Linked DNA regions of Mus musculus: region 2 is linked to region 1. The links are chromatin contacts, called in public promoter capture Hi-C maps. All regions are on one chromosome and are shown on one strand. Each heading gives the region's core, a stretch centred on a gene start, on an enhancer-like site or on the middle of the called end of the contact. The rest is flanking DNA. Distances are from core to core; before and after follow the strand shown.

The links. Promoter capture Hi-C pulls out the DNA fragments that hold promoters and counts their contacts.
Region 2: a contact with region 1 is called in a promoter capture Hi-C map of pre-B cells, with 4 times the contacts expected there. The contact joins the promoter of Mrgbp here to the promoter of Oser1 in region 1. A contact is called at or near these places in 2 of 39 promoter capture datasets (frontonasal cranial neural crest and pre-B cells) and 1 of 484 Hi-C or Micro-C datasets (CD4 T cells).

What each region holds. Positions count from the first base shown.
Region 1 is chr2:163,417,756-163,422,968 of GRCm38.p6, forward strand. It overlaps Oser1 (oxidative stress responsive serine rich 1), which reads right to left and starts at 1,715. Exons shown (of 4, transcript NM_025699.2): 1 at 1,657-1,715. 2900093K20Rik (RIKEN cDNA 2900093K20 gene) reads left to right here and starts at 2,016. Exons shown (of 1, transcript NR_151490.1): 1 at 2,016-2,606.
Region 2 is chr2:180,576,752-180,582,478 of GRCm38.p6, forward strand. Mrgbp (MRG/MORF4L binding protein) reads left to right here and starts at 4,471. Exons shown (of 6, transcript NM_028479.2): 1 at 4,471-4,786. Gm30144 (a long non-coding RNA gene) reads right to left here and starts at 5,117. Exons shown (of 5, transcript XR_001783605.2): 1 at 4,085-5,117; 2 at 2,525-2,612; 3 at 1,330-2,105.

The sequences.
Region 1 (5,213 bases), core at 465-2,964:
AGTTGCACTCTGCCCTTCATATAAAACACTCTCATACACATAATACAAGTAAAAAAAATTAATAGTGAGGTTTATAGTAGTTCTCTCAATCTGACTTGTGTGGCAATCAGTCAACATTTAAGTACACTCCAAGCCACATGGACACTGGTAAACATCACAGGCAGAGATCCACTCCTTTCACAAGTACTTCTAGGATTCCTAGTTCTACCTTGGATGCCACAACAGAGGCTGAACTGAATACAGGGGTCCCAGGAACCCCATTTCAGTAGGGAGGGCATCTCACTCCTACCCTCCAGGACTCACACTTGGCTAGGAAGCCTCCCAGCTAAGCCTCACAACTTCTAATTACACAGTGCTGACTTAATAGTATGGCAGGTGACCACCCTAGATGTTAATACAAACTTAGCATTCTTGTTGAGACACTCCCAGATATATCATTAAAAACCCCAACAGCCCAAAATAAAAATCTGGCTGCAAACCAAAAACTCTGAGAATAAAGTATCGCCTAACTTGTTTTCAAACGTCCACCACTGTGACTGCTCATGTTTTTCTTCAATTACTTTAAGCCAGAGCAAGAGTATCCTAGGCTTAACCTAGGGGGCTAGATCAGAGCATGCTTGCAATTACAAATGGGTTGTTATGCTCCTCCCAGTTCCTAGCTTTCCATTATGGAAGCATCAACCCAACAGCTTTATACAACAGGTGAGTGGATTGCCTATCTTCATTTACATTACATTGTGGGAAATTCTCCTATTACCCCTTCACTGCTCTTACTTCCAAAGAATGCCCAAAGACCTCAGACTTGCAAAAGGCCCATAAGAAGTTACTTTTCGTGGTTTTAAGTCAAATCACATCCCAGTTTCTTTCCACCAATACCGTGTGCAGTGTCTTGCTTACACCTCTGAAGCTTTAAACTAAGCTCTCCTTAAGTTTCCGGTCGAACTTCTCATTTTCAGCAGCACGAAAATGAGATCTGCACGCGTCCTCACAAAGTTAAAGCGGAGAAATCTCCCCAAACCTCTCAAAGTTACAGAGTCCCGAAAAGGAAAAACAACAACAACAAACTAACCAACCCTATCCAGAACGGCCCGGATAGAATCAATCTGTCCCTAGGACGAGAACACATCCACACCTCTCTGGGCACACCCACTCAACCCCTCAAAATCACAGGACTACAGGCAAAGCGACACGTTCGTTCCTTTCTGCCTATCACGGTTAAGCGGAGTCGGCTGGGAAAAGGTCAGAACCCGGGGACACCCAAGCGGGGAGCTGTCTCGGCTTTTACCCTGTCCGCCCCGGCCAACCACGGACTCCGAGAGGAGGCAGGAGTGAAGCTGCGGCGCAGAAGCCGCAGGACGCAAGCGGAGAGGAGTGCGACTCGCAGGGCGGGAAAAGGCGGGAAGGGGCAAAGGGCGGCAAGGAGAGCGAAAGGGGAAGCTGTGGCCGGCGCGGCCCGGACACCGCGGGAACGCAGGAAGGCGGGAAGCGAAGGCCGCGCAACTTGGCACTCCAGGCCGCGGCAGCCGAGGGCCGGGCCGGGCAGTCGGCGCAGGGAAACGCCGCGACCAGACGGGAGGGCCGGACTCCGCCTCCCGCGGGTGGGAGGCCTGGCGGACACGACGTCCCCGGCCCTCCTCGTCCCGTCCGGCCACTCACCTCCTCGCAGCTGGGGCGCTCCCGGGAATCCGGCCCCGTCGGCTCCGAGCGTCTCTCCGCGTCCGCCGCGTCTGTCTGACCCGGATCCAAACCCCACCGATAGGGTGGCCCGCGCCTCTAGAGTTGTACTGCGCCTGCGCAACCTCGGCTCGCGCCCTGCCCACCGTTCACGCTCCTCCCACCTCGGTGACTCGGCAGCTCGGCCCGCCGCAACTACGCAGGCGTACGGCGGTAGCCCGGCCTCTCGAAGCCCCAGCTCCAACCCCTCTCCGAAGCACGTGCGTCTTAAGTCATTTCCTGTTATTCTTTTCGCTCCCTCCGCCCCCTGGCTTGGGTTCGCTCCCGGCAGGCTTTTGGGCGTGCCTACTTCCTCTTCGCTGTCACGTGAGGCGGCGGCTTGCCTTGCAGCTATCGAGCCGCTGCCGCTCCCCTGGCATAGCCTGCTTCCTTCTTGTCCTCTTGAAGTCCCCAAGCCAACGGGATTCGGTGGGCTGCGGGAGTATTTGCGCCAGCTGATGCCTCCGGGAATGCTTGGCGGAGTTTCTTACATGCAACCAAGGGCGCTTGCACTCGGTCCACAACCCTCGCCGTGGGTCGTCTCTTTGGGTCCGCAGAGAAGCCAAGAAGGTATTAATTGGACGAGGCCCAGGCGGTGGATGCTGCCCGGAATTGGAATGGAAATTATTTAGGTTTTGTGGTTTTTGCTTTAAAAAAAAAAAAAAAAGCAGGATCTCATTTGTTAGACCAGCCTGAAAATCGCGTTGATTCCCCTGCCTCGGGCTCCCGTGCCTTCATTTTGAAGTATCTCTTGATAATTGAACGTCTGGAAATTAAACGGTTTCAGCGAAGGCATTTTGCTTTTGTTTTTCCAAGGATGGTTTGGGAGCATCAAGTGGGAAATACAGGGTAATGCACGTACATATTAAATTCTGCAAGAAGGTATTAAGCAATTTACCAGTCTCTGGCTTTTTTTGTTTTTTGTTGTTTGGTTTTTTCGAGACAAGGTTTCTCTGTGTAGCCCTGGCTGTCCTTGAACTCACTCTGTAGACCAGGCTGGCCTCGAACCGCCTGCCTCTGCCTCCCAAGTGCTGGGATTAAAGGCGTGCACCACCACTGCCCGGCTAGTCTCTGGTTTTTAGTGATCTGACAAGTTACCCATATGGCAAGGGTGAGCTATGAAAGACCTCCCCCTACCGCCATTGTCAGGGCCTGTTCTATTTTAAACGTTTCCCCATCGCCTGCCACTCTGGAGTTCCACTTCAGACCCTTGTGTGGAAAGACGATTTTCCTCAATAGAGTTGGTTCTGGCACCTAAACCTTAGAGTGGGTTTTCCCCTGAACCCAAGCTGGCCTCTTCTAGAAGTGGATGCTAGAGAGGATAGCCATGTCCAGCTTAACTAGAGTCAACCCACAGAGAATGGAATCTACACTTCACTGGACAGACAGCCCCGTCTCCAGACAGCTGGCTTGGCTTTGGCTTGCTTGCTTATTTTTGTTTGTTTGTTTGTTTTTTGTTTTTCCTGATCCTGCTCTATAATGCAATCATGGGAAAGCCTTTTGCATTCGATGGGAACTTCATCAGATTTTGAATTTTTTTTAAGATTTATTTATTATTATTCATTAGTACACTGTAGCTGTCTTCAGATGCACCAGAAGAGGGTGTCAGATCTCACCCTCTCACATGGTGTGAGCCACCATGTGGTTGCTGGGATTTGAACTCAGGACCTTTGGAAGAGCAGTCAGTGCTCTTAACCGCTGAGCCATGTTGCCAGCCCCGGTTTTTTTGTTTTTTTTTTTGTTTGTTTGTTTTTCAAGCTAAAATACACCCTGTGATAAGTTTGGGGATGCTGGCCCGCAGAAGGGGCTGCTGCATCTTCCCATTCAGCCACAGGATCACAAGGGCAAGCTGATGTTCCTAGTGCCCTGTGTTGTATTAAGTGTGTTTTAGACTAAGGATGCTTCCACTTGTGATGTGCTGAATAGGATGTGACCCTTTCCTAAGCTAAGAAGCACCTGTGTAGGGCTGTTGAACATAAAGCTTGTGATGGGTCCTGAATAAAACCTTCAAATTCTCTGTACAGTAACTGGCCCACAGTGAAAAAATAATCCTGTTGTAATTCTCTGATGGCTAACAACAGTTGTAACAGATGCTAGTAACAGTAATAACTCTACTATCTTCAAACATAATATTCCTGTGATTTTACACATTCTACAGATAGTTGTCATCTTAGGTGTTTATTGCTGTGAACAGACACCATGACCAATGCATATTTTAAACATTAAGTACTAAAAAGTAAAAGGAGCTTTTTTGTGTTAACACACCTCCATAAAGTTAGGCACTTTCTGAGACTATGACTTCATACCCAAGAGGTGCCTGGAAAGGAAGACGCAATCTGGCTCCATCTCCCTCCTGACTGTTACTGTTCTTAACCTCCACATTCTAACACCTGACGCTCATCTCACTGCCAGACCACAGCACTGTCAGCTTGAAGTTATCTGCCTAGGTCCGGGTCTCGGTTCCAGCAGCCTCTGCTTGTGTGGCCTTGACTACCAGACACTTCCCAGGTTTGCTGTGTTCTCTACTAGAACACTGTTTCTCCACAGCTCACCTCTTCATTCAGGTCTCTGCTCATACCCTTTCCCCAGGTGAGTCTCCATGACTACTCCAGCAGTCTCCTTCACTCCTAATTTCTTTTTTACTGTTTCATTTTTCCTTTAAAATCCTCTGTCGCCTTTTTTTAAAAAGAGTTATTATTTATTATATGTAAGTACACTGTAGCTGTCTTCAGGCACTCCAGAAGAGGGCATCAGATCTCATTACAGATGGTTGTCAGCCACCATGTGGTTGCTGGGATTTGAACTCAGGACCTCTGGAAGAGCAGTCAGTGCTTTTTTTTTTTTGGGGGGGGGGTTCAAGACAGGGTTTCTCTGTGTAGCCCTGGCTGTCCTGGAACTCAGTCTGTAGACCAGGCTGGCCTCGAACTCAGAAATCCGCCTGCCTCTACCTCCCGAGTGCTGGGATTAAAGGCGTGTGCCACCACGCCCGGCTCAGTCAGTGCTCTTAACCACTGAGCCATCTCTCTAGCCCCTTTGTCACCTTTCAATATACCTCACTATAGAAATTTACTATTGCTCACATAAACAGGAGCTTCCCTGAGGACAGACTTGGTCTCTTCATTACTACTTGTTAAGTGTACATTTCCCCACATTTTTTTTTCTTTCTTAATTTCACCTCCAATAAATGGCAAATCTTTAAAATGGCATCTTGAGCAGGGGAGTTAGCTCACCAGTGGAGTACCTGTCCAGCATGGGCAATGCCCTGAGTTCAGCTGATGCCAAAAATAAGAGAGGGAAGAGATATCTTAGAGCTGACAATATGATGTATCCCCAGGGCCTAAAGTCTTGTAATACACAAACTTCACACTGGGTAATTACCCCTCAAAGGAAAGTGTTGAAAGTTCACAGTGACAATTTAAATATCTTTAATCTTCACAATTATCTGAAAATGCTTCCTGTTGCCACAGTTGGGAGGCAGCGTATAGTAATCATTTGGGAAG
Region 2 (5,727 bases), core at 3,221-5,720, about 17 Mb after region 1:
ATTTGCATAGCGGTTACAAAGCTGCAGTGTCCTAGGACTGCTTTAAGGGCTCTACTGGAGCAGAAGAAACTTTGTTTTACACTGTTTCTTTTTGTAAAAAGAAAGTTCCCTCTGCAAAGAGAAAACTGTTCTCTGTGTTGGTTCTGGGGCAAAAAATAGAGCTAGTCTCTGGAAGCTGGATTAGCAGGGACTATGTCGTGTGTGTGTGTGTGTGTGTGTGTGTGTGTGTGTGTGTGTGTGTGTGTAAGAGAGAGAGAGAGAGAGAGAGAGAAAGAGAGAGAGAGAGAGAGACAGAGAGACAGAGAATGTGTCAAGGCCATAGGACAGCATGAGGTTTAATTCCATTCAACTTGTTCTTGAAACGGTCTCTCGCTGGCCTGGAGCTCCACCCTCTACCACTTAGCCAAGGCTCCACCAGGAATTTGCCAGTTTCAACCTCTTCAGCACTGAGACTGCAGATGCACACCACAATTTATTTTAAAGGTTTATTTACTTTTACGTGCATTGGTGTTTTGCCTGCATGTGTATCTGTGTGAGGGTGCCAGATCCTCGGGAACTGCAGTTACAGATGGATGTGAGCTGCCATGTGGGTGCTGGCAATTGAACCCAGGTCCTCTAGAAGAGCAGTCAGTGCTCTTAACTGCTGAGTCATCTCTCCAGCCCCACATTTTAAAATGTAGATTCTAGGAACTAAACTCAGGTCTTCATGCTTGCCAGGCAACCACTGTTCTGACTGAACTATCTCAGAATGACTCCTTATGTCTGTAAAAAGAATTGCTTCTACAAAGAGAACACTCATTGTTACCTCCATTGGTCCACAGAGAGAGCAGAGCTGATCTCTGAAAGCTGGATTAATGGGCACCATGTTAATCCTTTTAAAGGTACCTTCAGCTTTTCTTGGTCGCATTGGAACTCCTTGAGACTGAAATTTTTAGTAACACAGGCATAGCCCCTATGGAGGGAGCAATAGTCACATTACTGTCCTCGAGAGCTCTGAAGTCATGATTGCCCAGGGCCCCAGGGATCTGAGCTGAGAATAATGGCTCTCTCCATCGCACAACAGGAAAGCCTTAATGTTACAGAGGAGAAGGCAGCCCTGTGGGCAGAGATGTTGCTGACATTTGGCTGAGTCATGAGTAATGTTCAAAGCCAACATCAATAAACACTCTAAGATCAAGAAACAGAAACCCCTAGACGACAAAAGGAAGGGTCTGAGTTCATGAACAGCTAGCTACCTGCATACTGTCCAGGGTCAAATCCCAAGCTACTAGCTCCAAACCAGCCAGACAAATCTTTCTATGCAGGCTCCTTCCAGGGAAGACTACTTACCTCACTCCCCATTGCCTTTGCTGTTCTATACCTCTCCATTCATAGGAAACTAACAGGGCTTCCTGGGGACAGAAAAAGGGGGAGTCATACAGGCAGAAAATGTGGAGGACAATTCTGGGCTCACCACTTCCACAGCAGAGAGCAGCTGATCATATTGTGAAACCTGCCTCCCTCACTCGGGATAGCAGATACCCAACATTCTCAGGTACCTCTTTCCCCATCTTCCAGAGGCCAATAGGGACATTGCTTTTAAGGTTTCTTTGTTGCGTGACATAATTGACAGATGCCACCACTGGCTTGTGAGCAGAGACACTCTTCCTCATCCCTCAGCTGGGTGGGTCAGGACCTGGGAAAAGCTGCTTGGCTTTCTAAATCACCCCTCCCCAGCTGGACAAAGGTTCTGCCAGTCAGGTGTGGTTGGTAATAACAAATGGCTATGACAGAGCAGTTGTTGTCACACATGAAGACAGCAGATAGACAGGGAGCTCTTATATTTCCCAAAACTAAAAAACAAAGATGGTTAACTTCAGCTGAGCCCCAGCTCCACCCCACATGACCTTCAGAACAATACTGCTGTGGGGTAGGATGTCTCAGGGTGCTCCTGGAAGCTGATCCTCTAAAGTAAGCACACTGAGCCAAAGCCGGGAAAGAAACACTTGCCTTCTGGGTATCAAGGCAATCCTTCATAGGCCCCCTCTGAAGAGCTGGATCCTATTAAAACGCTAAAGTGGCTCAGGAGTGCACCTTTCCTTGGGTCTTGTTGGTGGCTTTCAGAGCTGGAATAGAGGTTTGCAAAGAGTTGGTGAGCACTGCCCCCTACAGGCAAGACTTGGCAGCCTGGCTGCCGCAGGTCCTCCCCTGAAGGCCTTTGTAGGTCCAGTGAAGCCCTTAACTTTGGAAGACAACAAGCAGCTTTAAGGAGGATGGAAATAATTACCTAGGTCCTTTAATCACACCAACTTACCATAAACAAGAAGATAGAGGGGGTGGAGCTAAGCTATGTTATTCAGGACACAGGTGTCCTACTTAGCTGCAATCCCAGTAGGAAAAGACTGGGCCTGAGCTGGAAACTCAAGGGTCCTATCTGATGGCTGCTTAGTTCTAGGCTCCCTACTTCCAATGCTCCACAGCCCATAGGAGAGGACAGCGTAGCTGTTCTTAGTGTTCAGATGGTGTCCAGAGGATGACCCATTACCATCAGGTGAACACAGCAGAACAGGATCCACAGCAGGCTGACTCCAAAGTAGAGCTTGTCCTCTAGAGTCCTGGGTCTCCTGTATGTGCTAAGGGAACAAAATGGGGCCAGTCATGCTGTGGGAAATTTTACCACTTCAGTGATGCAGTCTGCAAAGAGACAATGTGACCAAAGGCAGATGGATGGCATCTGACCAGAGCCTTTACAAATGCTCCTCCCATTGAATCCAGTTCTTGTGACCAAGAGAGAAATGTTCCTTTGGGAATGGAGATAGGCTCCTTCTAGTTAACAGTGACCACCTCCTTCCAGAGACAACATCAGATCCTCAGACAAGCAATGCCATTTAGGAGGCTGGAGATGCACCTCAGTTGGTAGGGTTCTTCCCTGGCATGTATGAAGCCCTGGGTTCAATCCCCAGGATATATACCAGCAGATATCTGCTACCCTAGCACTTAGGAGGTAGAGGAATGGGGACTGAAGTTCAAGGTAATCTTTGGCCACAGAATGAGTTTGAGGCCAACCTGGGATACATAAGACCTTGAATAAGAAATAACAGTTGGTTGAGACCTAGACATGGTCTGGGGAATAGTTCACACTGGTCAAAGTAAACTAGACTGGTGTATAAACTATTAGGCTTGTATATTCATTAAATGAAGGAGAGCATTTCTATGGCCTTTATTTCTCACCTGAGCCCAGTCTGAACCCTTCACACTAGGATCAAGAATCCCAGCACTTGTATCTATCTTGTATAAAAGACTTAAGCAGCAGGAGTCGCAACAAATGAGAAAGGACTTGACCAGTTGGCTAGTAGATATATATCATTGTCTACTTTGTATCTGGGAAGTAAGGAGTCTTGCTACAAAGCTGATTATATCCTGGCCACCTGGAACCACCTGAAGACCTCACGGAGAAGACAAATCTGGGCAAACTTCACCAGCCATTTCTACAGAAAGTTGGTGGTGTGCCACACAGACACCTGCTCCAGACCAAAGAAATCCTTCTATCAGGTTTGAAGGAACCTCTCAGCTCCCAACAGGTGTGAATTCACTTTGAAGCTACGGGATCACACACATGATCATGGGCTAATGGTTTCTCTACAGCTCCTTGTTAGAGAGTGATAATCACAGGAGCGCTACAAAACGAACAAGCACAGCTTCCTCTTAATTCATGCTTTTGGACTAGAGAGCCTACATGTTCATGAAAATAAGAAGTTAGCGTGGGATAGTAGGCGGGGTCTTAGCTGCTGACCTTGATGCTCAGCTACTTCCTACTACCTAACAGAGAGTTCTGCAGAGACCTGCTGTGGCTTCGTGGAGAGAAAGAATGAAGTCATCCTTCTCTCCTAAACCATCCAACCTGTCTATAGGCATCAAGTCTATATTGCCAGTCACGCGTTCTGAAGTAACAGACGGATGTTTGCAAATGTCATGGCTGGTAGGATGTGGTCTGAGTACAGAGATCGCACAAACCAGAGAGGACCAGCTAGGATAGATGAGGTTGAGGGTTACATAGGGAAGCTCCCTGAAGAAGGACGCACTCCAAATTGAAGGAGTATCCTACCTGGTAGGGGTGAGACTAAGGTGGACCGGAACCAGAAGCAGTCAGCAGCAGAGTCTACCATGCCTTAGATATTCAGAGAATAACCAGGATATTATCAATCAGCTCCTGGGCACTTAATATGTGGCAGCTCTTAGGTTGGGAACTTGCTTTATGACATGTCCCAGATGGTAGATTATGCTTCACCCAGCCGTACAGTAACTAAGCCAAGTTCTGCATGCCAACCAAGCAGAGGCAAGGGCACCGCCCCTGTGAGATCATAACTCCCAGCTGCATCATATCCACATGATAGCAGTGACCCCACACCCCCTTATGAAGCTTTATTGGGCCACACCTCCCCTGTGGCATTGTGGGAACTTTTCCACCAGCTACGCTTTCACAGTGGGAAAGCTGAAGCCTGGCCACAGACTGCTGTCTGGCTCTGAGCTCTGAGCTGTCCCAGACAATGAGACAGGTCAGAGCCAGCACCCTCCATGGTTCCCTGCTGTGAGCATTGTCTGGTTACAGGCCTGAATGAGGGGCAAGTGGAGTGTCAGGACTGGATTCAAGGCTTGTGGCAGCCAGCAAGTGATCCTTATCAAGACCCAAGAGTTCAGAGCTACAGTGGCCCCATAGCACAAAGGAGAACAAAGGTTCTCAACATCTTAGTCTGAGAGGCATCAGTCAGAAAAGGGATTCTGATGCCTGGCAATGGCTGAGGAATGGGTAAGTAATGAAACCTGGATGGGTGGCAGGGTAGGACCCATGGCACAGCTGACTGGGGTGACTCAGGCCCAGAAGCAACCATGTTCTTAAGGCTGCTGTGCCCAGCCCTTGGCCCTATCCAATCCCATGTAGAGCTACTAACACCTGCCTGAAATTCTGACAGTCTGAGTTAATCATCCAACCACTTCTGGAGTGGATCCACTGTAGGGACAGAATGGAGGTACAGGTAGGTAGCAAGGCCGACAGGACCTGGATTTCTGTCTTCTGATGCCAAGGAAGCACTTAATTCTGGGACTGTCGTGCACTCAGGTCAGGGCTACTGAAAGATATACAGAGCTTCACTCCTACAAAATGTGATTGTTGGGCTTTAAATTTTTAAATTATTTATGGTGTGTGTGTGCAAGTGTGCATATACCATGGAATACATATAGAGGTTAGAATACAACTTTTTTTTTTTTTTTTACTTATTTTATTTATATGACTATGCTGTAGCTATCTTCAGACACACCAGAAGAGGGCATCAGAACCCATTACAGATGATTGTGAGCCACCATGTGGTTGCTGGGAATTGAACTCAGGACTTCTGGTAGAGCAGTCAGTGCTCTTAACCGCTGAGCCATGTCTCCAGCTCTAGAGTACAACTCCTAAGAATTGCTCCTCTCCTGCCAGCTCTAGGATCCAGGGGTGGAGTTCCAGTTATGGGCTGTGCACAAGGATCTCTATTAGATGGGCCATCTCACTAGCCCATGGGATGTTGTTGTTGTTATTGTTGTTGCTGCTGTTGTTGTTTAAACTATTTTTCTTAAACAGTTTTAGTGAGATGTAATTTACATATTGTACAATTTATCTCTGGCAAGGAGAGACACACCTTCACTTCTAGCTGAGTTCTTTTCCAAATTACCTAACCAGGTGAAGCCCAGATTTTTGGGCCGTGTGTGTCA